Regions from separate parts of the Mus musculus genome. Here region 1 is linked to region 2. A link is a contact called in public promoter capture Hi-C data. All regions are on one chromosome and are shown on one strand. The core of a region is the stretch at or near the end of the contact, and the rest is flanking DNA. Distances in the headings are between cores, read along the strand shown. Region 1 holds the start of Slc35a5 (solute carrier family 35, member A5). Region 2 holds the start of Cd200r4 (CD200 receptor 4).

Region 1 (4,377 bases), core at 367-2,866, 340 kb after region 2:
AGAAACTAATATGCTATTAAAACAGAGCCTAGGGCATGATATTAACTGAAGTCGAGACTTACATTCACAAGTAGGAGCCCAACTAGATAACTAAACAAATATATTGTATTTCCAAATAAGCTATAGTTGTATGTTTTACTAGAAATCCAGAAACACTTGTTGGGCATCTGGGTATAATCAGATGTTAGATACACTGTGCTTTACCTTGCACTTAAATGATCCAAATTTCATCCAGGGTTAAAAAAATGTTGCCAAGGAACACACAAGGTTAAAGTTTAAATTTTCAATACACTTTATCATGGACACAAAGCATAGTACTTTAAAAGGCATCACGTATAATTTATTCATAAGAACACCAGGCAAATGATTAAAAGCACCCCATACACATTTCCATTTTAACTCACCTTCATTGGCAGAGTATTTTACCAGTAAGATTCGACTTGAACTTAGAGTAATGAATATAATGCCTAGCAGGAATGTGTACAGCGTTGGTGGGCCTAACCCAGGGCGCCTGGAGCATTTTCTTTCCATTCCACGGGTTTTTAATTGCCTTAAGAAGATCACTTTCATGAGCAGCCCCGTCGGCAGACCTAAGGATTAAACACAATGCAAAGACTGAAGACTGTGAAGAATAGAAAAGGAAACCTGTAGAAGTCTGGCCACAACTACAGCAGACGGAAGACAGCCGAGGACAACAGAGAGGACTTAAAGGAAACAAACCATACTGCCAACATCTGATAGGAGAGGCAAGTCTCAAGACAGAGAGGGGATGGCCAGATTGGAAATAAGTTAGGAAATGTGTAACTGACAGTTTGGGACTGCAGAAAAGCAGTTTATTCGTATTAACTTTGGTCCACAAGGAATGAATTTTGGAATGGCCTTTCCTTTCAGAGCAGAAAAAGAGCTCACTGGGAACGATTCTTTTACAGAAGCGACCTCAGTGCAAATAGTTGAATCACAGCTAATGACTCTTAAGTGAACCAGGATGGGACCAGAAGGCTCATCTTGGGTCAGTGAGCCTAACTGGTCGGTCTTTCACGACAGATGGTCACGAAACTCCAGGCAGGGTAAATACTTGCCCAACGCGCACAGGTAGGATGGGAACATAGAGCCGTCAAGGGCCGCAGACACAGGCCCAAATCAGAGAGCAGGTGGGCACAAGCCAATGGACAGAAGGCCAATGGGTCAGCACTCCTCCCACCTCCACCAGGTTTCCCTCACTGTCAGGGAAACCCTCCCACACATGCGCAATAGGAATCGCGGGCGGCTCCCAAGCCCCTTAACACGCTCGAGCCACAACACTCAGCCCGCGAGGGCGCGGTTACCTCAGTCGCTCAGGGAAGGTTCTAGTGCAAGAACGGACATCATAGAGCCGACATAGTGACTGCCTAAGTTCGTAGTAGCAGCAGTAGGTTTTGAAGGCCCATTGGTGGGGAAACTATGAGCCGGGAGCAAAGGCGACAAAAAACAAAAAACAAAAACAAAAACAAACAAAAAACAATAAAAATCAACCCTTCTCACGCTGCCTTCCAGGGCTGGAATACAAAGCTAAGAGCCGCCCGCTAGGGAAGAGCAGCCTGAGCGGCCATTGCGCAGGCGCGCTCATTCCAGCGCTTCCGGGGGGCGGGCCGGAGGGAGCAGAGGCCGGCCGGTCCCGCCCCCGCGGGCCTCCTTTTGTCACGTGTCCTGGGAGAGTCGAGTCACGTGAGGCCTTAGGTGGCGGCGGGGCTGTTGGGAGAGTGTGAGAAGAGGAAGGGGAAGCCGGAAGGGGTGTTCAGTGGAGCTCCGGGGAAGAGAGACAGCTTGGAGAAGGCCGGGGGCTGCGCGCGCACCCGCCTCTCGCTCAGCCGGCTTGGGCCCTCTGCGGTGGCGGCCAGGTGACAGCTGGGCCGGGCCTCCGCGTGTCGCCGCCCCTCCCCCCCGGCCGGGCCGGTGCCGCTGCGAGGTTCGATGCCAGTCGGGCACGTCCGGGGCAGTTTTTGACTCCCCTGTGGCCCGGATTGCGACAGTCCCTCCGTGCCCTATCGCTGCTCCAGCCCCAGGATGCAGAATGTGATCAACACGGTGAAGGGAAAGGCTCTGGAAGTGGCCGAGTACCTGACCCCGGTCCTCAAGGTAAGCGGGGAGGGTCTGGCTTGCTCTGCCCTGGTTGCCCAAGTCCCGGTCCCCAGCGTGGACGGGGTGTAGAAGGTGGAGGGGCGAGTCGCGCGGCCGGGTGCTGCCTCTTGCCTTGGGCTCCTGGGCCAGTCCCAAGGCTTGCTGGCTTCCCCGCTTCCACTAGAGTGAAACTGGGTGCCTGCTGTCTCCACTGATCAGTGCCGCCTTGGAGTGCACGGCTAGGTGGTGCGGAGCAGAGGTACGAACGTTCTGACATCCATAGTCTTTTAAATAGGTAGACTGGGTTAACCTTTGAAAAGATGACAGCTTGGTGGCTAAACAGCATGCCACGTTTCCTTCCAAGTTTCATAGGAAGTTTTGCTTTTCGGGTGATCTAATTCCCAACTTGCTTAGGTTTCAGAGGAACATAGTAAACTGTGACATGTTAGTAACTCTGAGCCGAACTAGAGCGAAACTTGACGTTTCTCAAGCCTTTAAGGTAGCCGTAAGTGATTATTAATCTTGGACTTGAGTGATCCTACAGCAACAGTTCAGCACAGCCGATTGTATATTGTATAGATTGGAAACACTATTGACATTTTTAGGTGAAAGTTGTGATAGGTTAGCTGTTAGCACAGATTGGATTACTTGCTTTCAAAAGTAAAATTTCAGGGCTTCATTCAGAGCTTTCTTACACCTTCTAGGCTACATACGGTAACTTGATTTTGCTTTGTAAAAAGCAAGCAGTAAAAGAGAAACAGATAATTTTGCGTAGTTTTTGTTCTGTACTTAGCTTTCAGTTAGAATTTTACCAATCTTAGTGCAGGGGTGAAATCTGCTGATGGGCAGAGTAGGCTGTTCGATCTTTCCTTGGCAAGGGGGGAATGCTTTCCAATAATTATTACCAAAATACTTTTGGGCCAGGCGTTGGGGTTGCACACCTTTAATCCCAGCACTTGAGAGGTAGAGGCAGGCGGATTTCTGAGTTCAAGGCCAGCCTGGTCTACAGAGTGAGTTCCAGGACAGCCAGTGCTACACAGAGAAACCCTGTCTCGAAAAATACCAAAAAATAAAGTAAAATAAAATAAAATACTTTTGAAAAAAATACATTTTTGGATCAAGTTTGAAGAATCTGGAACAATTGCGAATGTTTCTTTTATATGTATACAGTGACAGTCATTTTAGTTAAGATTTACTCTTTTACTTAAGAATTGGAAAATAATTTCTACATTGACATCAAATGCTTCTTTTGTATGTTATACTTCCAGAATATTGTATCTGTGTAGATTCACAGTGTTTTAATAATGTACCATCAATTTAACTTTTAGTCTGAGGGAGAGATGAGCAAAACACTTCTCAATTAAATATAACATGGCTATCTTGTATAGCACTTGCATTTTGTTGAACTTGTAGAATAGTTCTCGAGGAATCAAAAATACATACACACACACACACACACACACACACACACACACACACACACACACACACACACACACACACTGTGTAGACTTAGTTGGTTTGGACCGCACTGTGTAGCTCAGACTAACCTTGAATTCTTAGAGATCCACCTTCCTCTGCCTCCCAAGTTCTGAGGTTAAAGTGTTTTGCCGACCTGCCTGGAGGCAATGTGTAGCATATGTTTTTAGTATAAAAGAGAATTAATGGCCCCTCCTTGTGACTCCTGTCACTCCTGTAAAGAGAATCCTTATAGATGAGGGAAGGGAAAGAGAAAAAGAGAGATAATCCAGAAAGAAATGATGCTTTGTTAGGAAGTGAAGGTTTAGAGATGGCTTTGTTTAGATGGCAGCTGTGTAGTAAAGCCGAAATCCTTAGAGTGATCTTGAAGGGTCTCTGGTCACTACAAGTCCCAGTCTCCTCTAACTTGTGAGTACTGTGGCGTAGCCTCCCTCCTTAGTACACAATCAAGCAGACTTTGCTTCTATAATTTTTCTTTCTCCCTTAGCCAGCAATCCTTTTACTCCAAACAGCCTTATGGTTTTAGTCTTTTTTCTATCCTTTATTTATTTATAATATATTTTGTTCTTATTTCTTGAGAATTTCATAGATGTGTACATTGTATTTTGGTTATATCCATCTCTACCTCCCCACCTCCAATTTCTTCCAGATCACCCCCAGCATATACCTCTGCCAACTTAGTGTTTTCTTTTTAATTCTCTGAGCACAGTCACTGCTGCCTAGGTGTGTGTGGGCATAGGGTCACCCATTGGAGAGTGGACAACCTACCAAAGACCACAACTTGAAGAAAAGAGACTTATC
Region 2 (4,482 bases), core at 1,232-3,731:
AAATAGAAGAAGGAAACCCCAAGCAGATAAACAAAAGCAGAAGGATGCAATTTCCACCAAAGAAGAAATCAGGTGTGAGAGCAGAACCTAATGGAAACTCTGGAGCTGCAGAGTGCAGTAACTAAGCTAAAAGGCTCGCTAGAGATGCTGCATAGCAGATCTGAATGGGCTAAGGAAGCAGAGAGCATGGCGAGGGACAGGCTTGAGCTGAAGAAAGATGAAAGAATCTGGTTGCTGTGGGAAGTGTCTGGAGAATCCAGATGTACAGTGTTCAGCCAAAAGGAATGGACAGAGAGAAAATGCAGAAAGACATTTGAAGAAAAGAAAACAAAATTCAAGCTTGAGAAAGACATGACTTTTCACACTTGAGCAAATTCAAGAACTCCAAATATTATAAGCACAAATAAATCAACACCATGTTACATGATAACCAAACTGCCCAAAGACAGAGGGACTCTTAGAAGGTATTGCAGAGGGAAGCCCATTACATACAATGTTCTTTTATATAATAAACATGAGCCATGAAGGCAGAAAGGCAGCAAGATGATGAGAGCTGCAAGGAACAAACCATAAACCAGCAGTTCCACACCTAGAAAACATACTCTTACAAATGAAGAAGAAATCAAGACATTTCCAGATAAACACTCCCCACTGACCGTTACTCATACATAAATGAAAAAACAGCAATACTGGTGAAGACAGAATGCATATTCAAGTACCAATAAAAGATAATTATGCAAAGAAACATCAGCAAGTCTATGTTAATTCGGTGCATATGTAAGAAGTTATTAGTGACAATAAGAACATGAACAGAAAAGATAAACTTATGCTGGAGCTGAGGCTTTTGTGACTATTGAAAAAACTAGCTGTTATAAATACATACTATTAAGATGTATCTTCTAATTAAAACATACATATGTATGTTGCCTGCATATACATTATGTATATATCATATACTTACTGGTGCCCACAGAGGCCAAGAGAGTGTCAGATTCCCTGTGACTGGAGTTACAGGTGATTGTGATCTGCTGTGTGGGTTCTGTAAACTGAAACTGAGCCCTCTACAATAGTAGCTAGTGTTCTTAACAGCAGAGCCATCTCTCTAGCCCTATTAATTTAATTTAATTTACAATCTTCAGCATACCCAAAACCCCAAAAGAGAAATGAGAGAGAAAATAACATTAGAAAAAATGAAATAGAAAGTAATTAAAAGAAGTTGAGATGTATGCAACTGATATATAAGACAGAAGGAACACATGAAAAAGCAGCAACAATTCGTTTTTCCTGTCTTAAATCATGCTGTTGATTAAACTTTGTAGCTAAAGTCAGAGGTCAATAGAATGGGGGGGGGCACTAAATGTGTTCCAATTATGTTTTGTGTATAAATGAGTAACTTTAGATCAAAATACAACTTGGTTGCAAATGAAAGAATGGAAATATATATTTATGTAAATAGTAACCTTCCCCAAAGAACTAATTAACTATGGCCTCTATCAGACAGAGTAATGTTTAGGCAAAAAATAAAAATTATGAGGAGACAAAAAAGGATGTTTCATACTGATAAAAGGTGAATATCTCACCTATATGTTGTGATCTTGTAAATATATATATATATATATATATATATATATATATATATATATACACACATATATATTATATGTACATATACACACAAACAGCAATAACAACAACAACAACAGAACAGAACTCCAATGCATGAAGTGACAGTGGGTAGTATTAAAAGGAAGTAATATTAGGTGGATGTTTTGAATCTTTACTTTTTAGTAATGGCTAAAACTACTGGATAAACCATCACCAGGCAAATAGAAGCTTATAGAACACTATAAAACGATTAGCACCAACAGACAGAAACATAATTCCTCCCTAAAAAGCAGAATTCAATTCTCTATTGCACATGTAACAGTTCTCAAAATATCCCATATAGTCATCATAATGATAGTGACAACAGTGATGAACAGATGTCAGCTACCAGTCTCTGTTGATGTTTGACAACAAATAGAGCGATTGAAATTAACAGAGAAACTGATAAGTTACCATATATTCTTTTGTAAGTCCAAAGTAGCATACAGCGATGAACTCCGTAAAGCATTTCATTTATGTGCAGCTCACTAAACAACAAAATGAGCAAATGTTGATAGATGTCAGAGCCATGTTTGCTTCTTGAGAAGCAATACCAAGGAAAGGCATGGCGAGAGCTTTGAGAAACAAAATGGCAGGACCCTGGTTTGGAAATTTGGGAAATGCTTGTCCAAGTTCATTTGTACAGATTCATCAGCTGTATACATAAGGTTTGCTCATTTTCCAGTATACGATTTACCCTTTAAAAATTACTGCCTTAAAATGGAATTGCCATAAACTGTGTCTTAATCTTTTAATACTGTGAGAGAATGAAGGAGTTATGCTTTGGCTTCTTTCTTTATCATTCAGCAAACATCACTGTCTTTTTTTCCTGTGAAGGCTTAGTCATCCAACTGGAGGCAGACTGGAGATGAAGATAAAGATAGAGAAATGAGGAAGAAAGTCACTCCTAAATCGGTGAACTGAGCATAAACAAAGTTGACCAAGCTGGAATCACTGAGTCCACCCAGGGGGCTACGAATTGTGTTTCACTAGGTTCCACTCCAGATGCATGCTCTGGGGAGGATTCCGACTTTGACTTTGCTGATCTTCATCAATATTTTTGTGTCTGGTAAGTCTGACATTCTGAGAACTTTAGGAAATGAAATTGTTAACTTTGGTTAACTTTGGACTATGATAATCCTCCTGTCTCAGCCTCTCCTGATTCCTTGAATTATAGGCATTCACCTTTGTTTCAGGCTAGTAGGACCAATTTAACACTCTACCATTTACTTTTAAGTTGATTGTTAACAAGTTTTCTACAAATATTCCACTGAGGAGACTATTAGTTATTATCATGAATTTGAAGATTAGAGACTGCCTGAAAAATCCTGTACTAGATTTCTGGCTTGCTTCATCTTTACAGTTGACTTGAATTAGAGAGAGAGAGAGAGAGAGAGAGAGAGAGAGAGAGAGAGAGAGAGAGAGAGAGAGAGAGAGAGGGAGAGAGAGGGAGAGAGGGAGAGAGAGAGAGAAAGAGGGAGGGAGGGGGAGGGAGAGAGGGAGAGAGAGAGAGAGAGAGAGAGAGAGAGAGAGGGAGAGAGAGAATATCATCTGATCTATGGTAAAGTGGAGGCACTGAGCTTAGCTGGGAGGGAGCAGTCCTGTGCTGAAAGGGAAAGGGGGATACCATGGTCTGCATGTAGGCCAGTTTGTGCATTGCTGCCAGAGGCCAGAGAGTATGGAGTCTTTCTTAAAGCATTAGAAGTAATGCTTGTGGGAGGAGGGGGAAGCAGAATCTGAAATAACCCTTATAAGAACGGCTAAAGTGCTAGAGCTCTCTGCCTTAGCTCTGTCTCACCAGAACCATAGTTCCTAAGCAGACTGATCAATGTAAAAGCAAACTGACATTTCTTCAAGTACAAAAATACCAGCTATGTTCTTCTTCAAGATGTATAAATTTAGTTTGTCTGAGTTCAAGTTTATCATTAACAACCCATTTTCAACAATTAAGAAAAGCCTGAAAGACCTTTGCATGAAAGTAATTTAACCTCCACTTTCTGTTTTGTTTTAGAAACTATATATGTATTTACTGTGTGTATGTATTTCTGCATGTGTATTTGTATGTGTGTGTGTGAGTGTGTGTGTGAGTGTGTCTATGTGAATGCACCCCTGACACAGCATTTGTGCGTGGGTCAGAAGGCAATTATAGGAGTTGTTATCTTTTTCTATGTGGCCCACAGGGTTCAAAATCAGGTTCTCAGACTTTTCTACATGTGCCTTGGCTGTATTTCCTGCTGAGCCATCTTAATGGCCCCCTAACCTTCTTAAATGTAGATATTTGTTTTGTGATCCAGTACATAATGAACTTTGATAAATGTACCTAGGACACTTGAAAAAAATACCTATCTATTATGTACATTGGAACTGATTTTATAAATGTCTGTTTGGTCATTATAATTAATACCATTATTACTATATTCTGTTTATACTGATTTTTAGTGTTCTGATTGCTCTATTCATTTTTGAGGAAGCCGAGTTTAAATTCCCATCAATGATCATGAAACAGTCAACATGTCTCTTTAATTTAGTTGAATTTTGCTTCATGTAGTTTGAAGCTTCATTACTAGGTATATATTTAATCACAGCAATTAACATTGTAGAATTTTTAAAATTACTAGTGATATATTTTGTTTTTCTCTTAATGAAACTCTAGTTTCTTTCTTGCTCTTTCCTCTCTTCTCCTTCCTTCCACTCTCCCCTGGTCTATGCAGGTAATATTTTTGTCTCAATATTTTTTTCCCCAACTGTTTACTTTCTGGATTTTATTTTATTTTATTTTTTAAAATTTTTTAAATATATTTTTTATTATGTATTTTCCTCAATTACATTTCCAACGCT

Evidence for each region. Promoter capture Hi-C pulls out the DNA fragments that hold promoters and counts their contacts.
Region 1: a promoter capture Hi-C map of the HPC-7 cell line shows a contact between it and region 2. The contact joins the promoter of Slc35a5 here to the promoter of Cd200r4 in region 2. A contact is called at or near these places in 5 of 39 promoter capture datasets (the HPC-7 cell line, cranial neural crest, hippocampal neurons and 2 more), 1 of 484 Hi-C or Micro-C datasets (bone marrow-derived macrophages), 4 of 115 datasets of contacts at active chromatin or transcription factors (bone marrow-derived macrophages, effector CD8 T cells, embryonic stem cells and 1 more) and 2 of 9 other capture datasets (adipose tissue and macrophages).

What each region holds. Positions count from the first base shown.
Region 1 is chr16:45,157,057-45,161,433 of GRCm38.p6, forward strand. Slc35a5 (solute carrier family 35, member A5) reads right to left here and starts at 1,617. Exons shown (of 7, transcript NM_028756.4): 1 at 1,326-1,617; 2 at 405-590. The coding sequence starts at 570. Atg3 (autophagy related 3) reads left to right here and starts at 1,773. Exons shown (of 12, transcript NM_026402.3): 1 at 1,773-2,115. The coding sequence starts at 2,044.
Region 2 is chr16:44,818,247-44,822,728 of GRCm38.p6, forward strand. Cd200r4 (CD200 receptor 4) reads left to right here and starts at 2,482. Exons shown (of 6, transcript NM_207244.2): 1 at 2,482-2,713. The coding sequence starts at 2,650.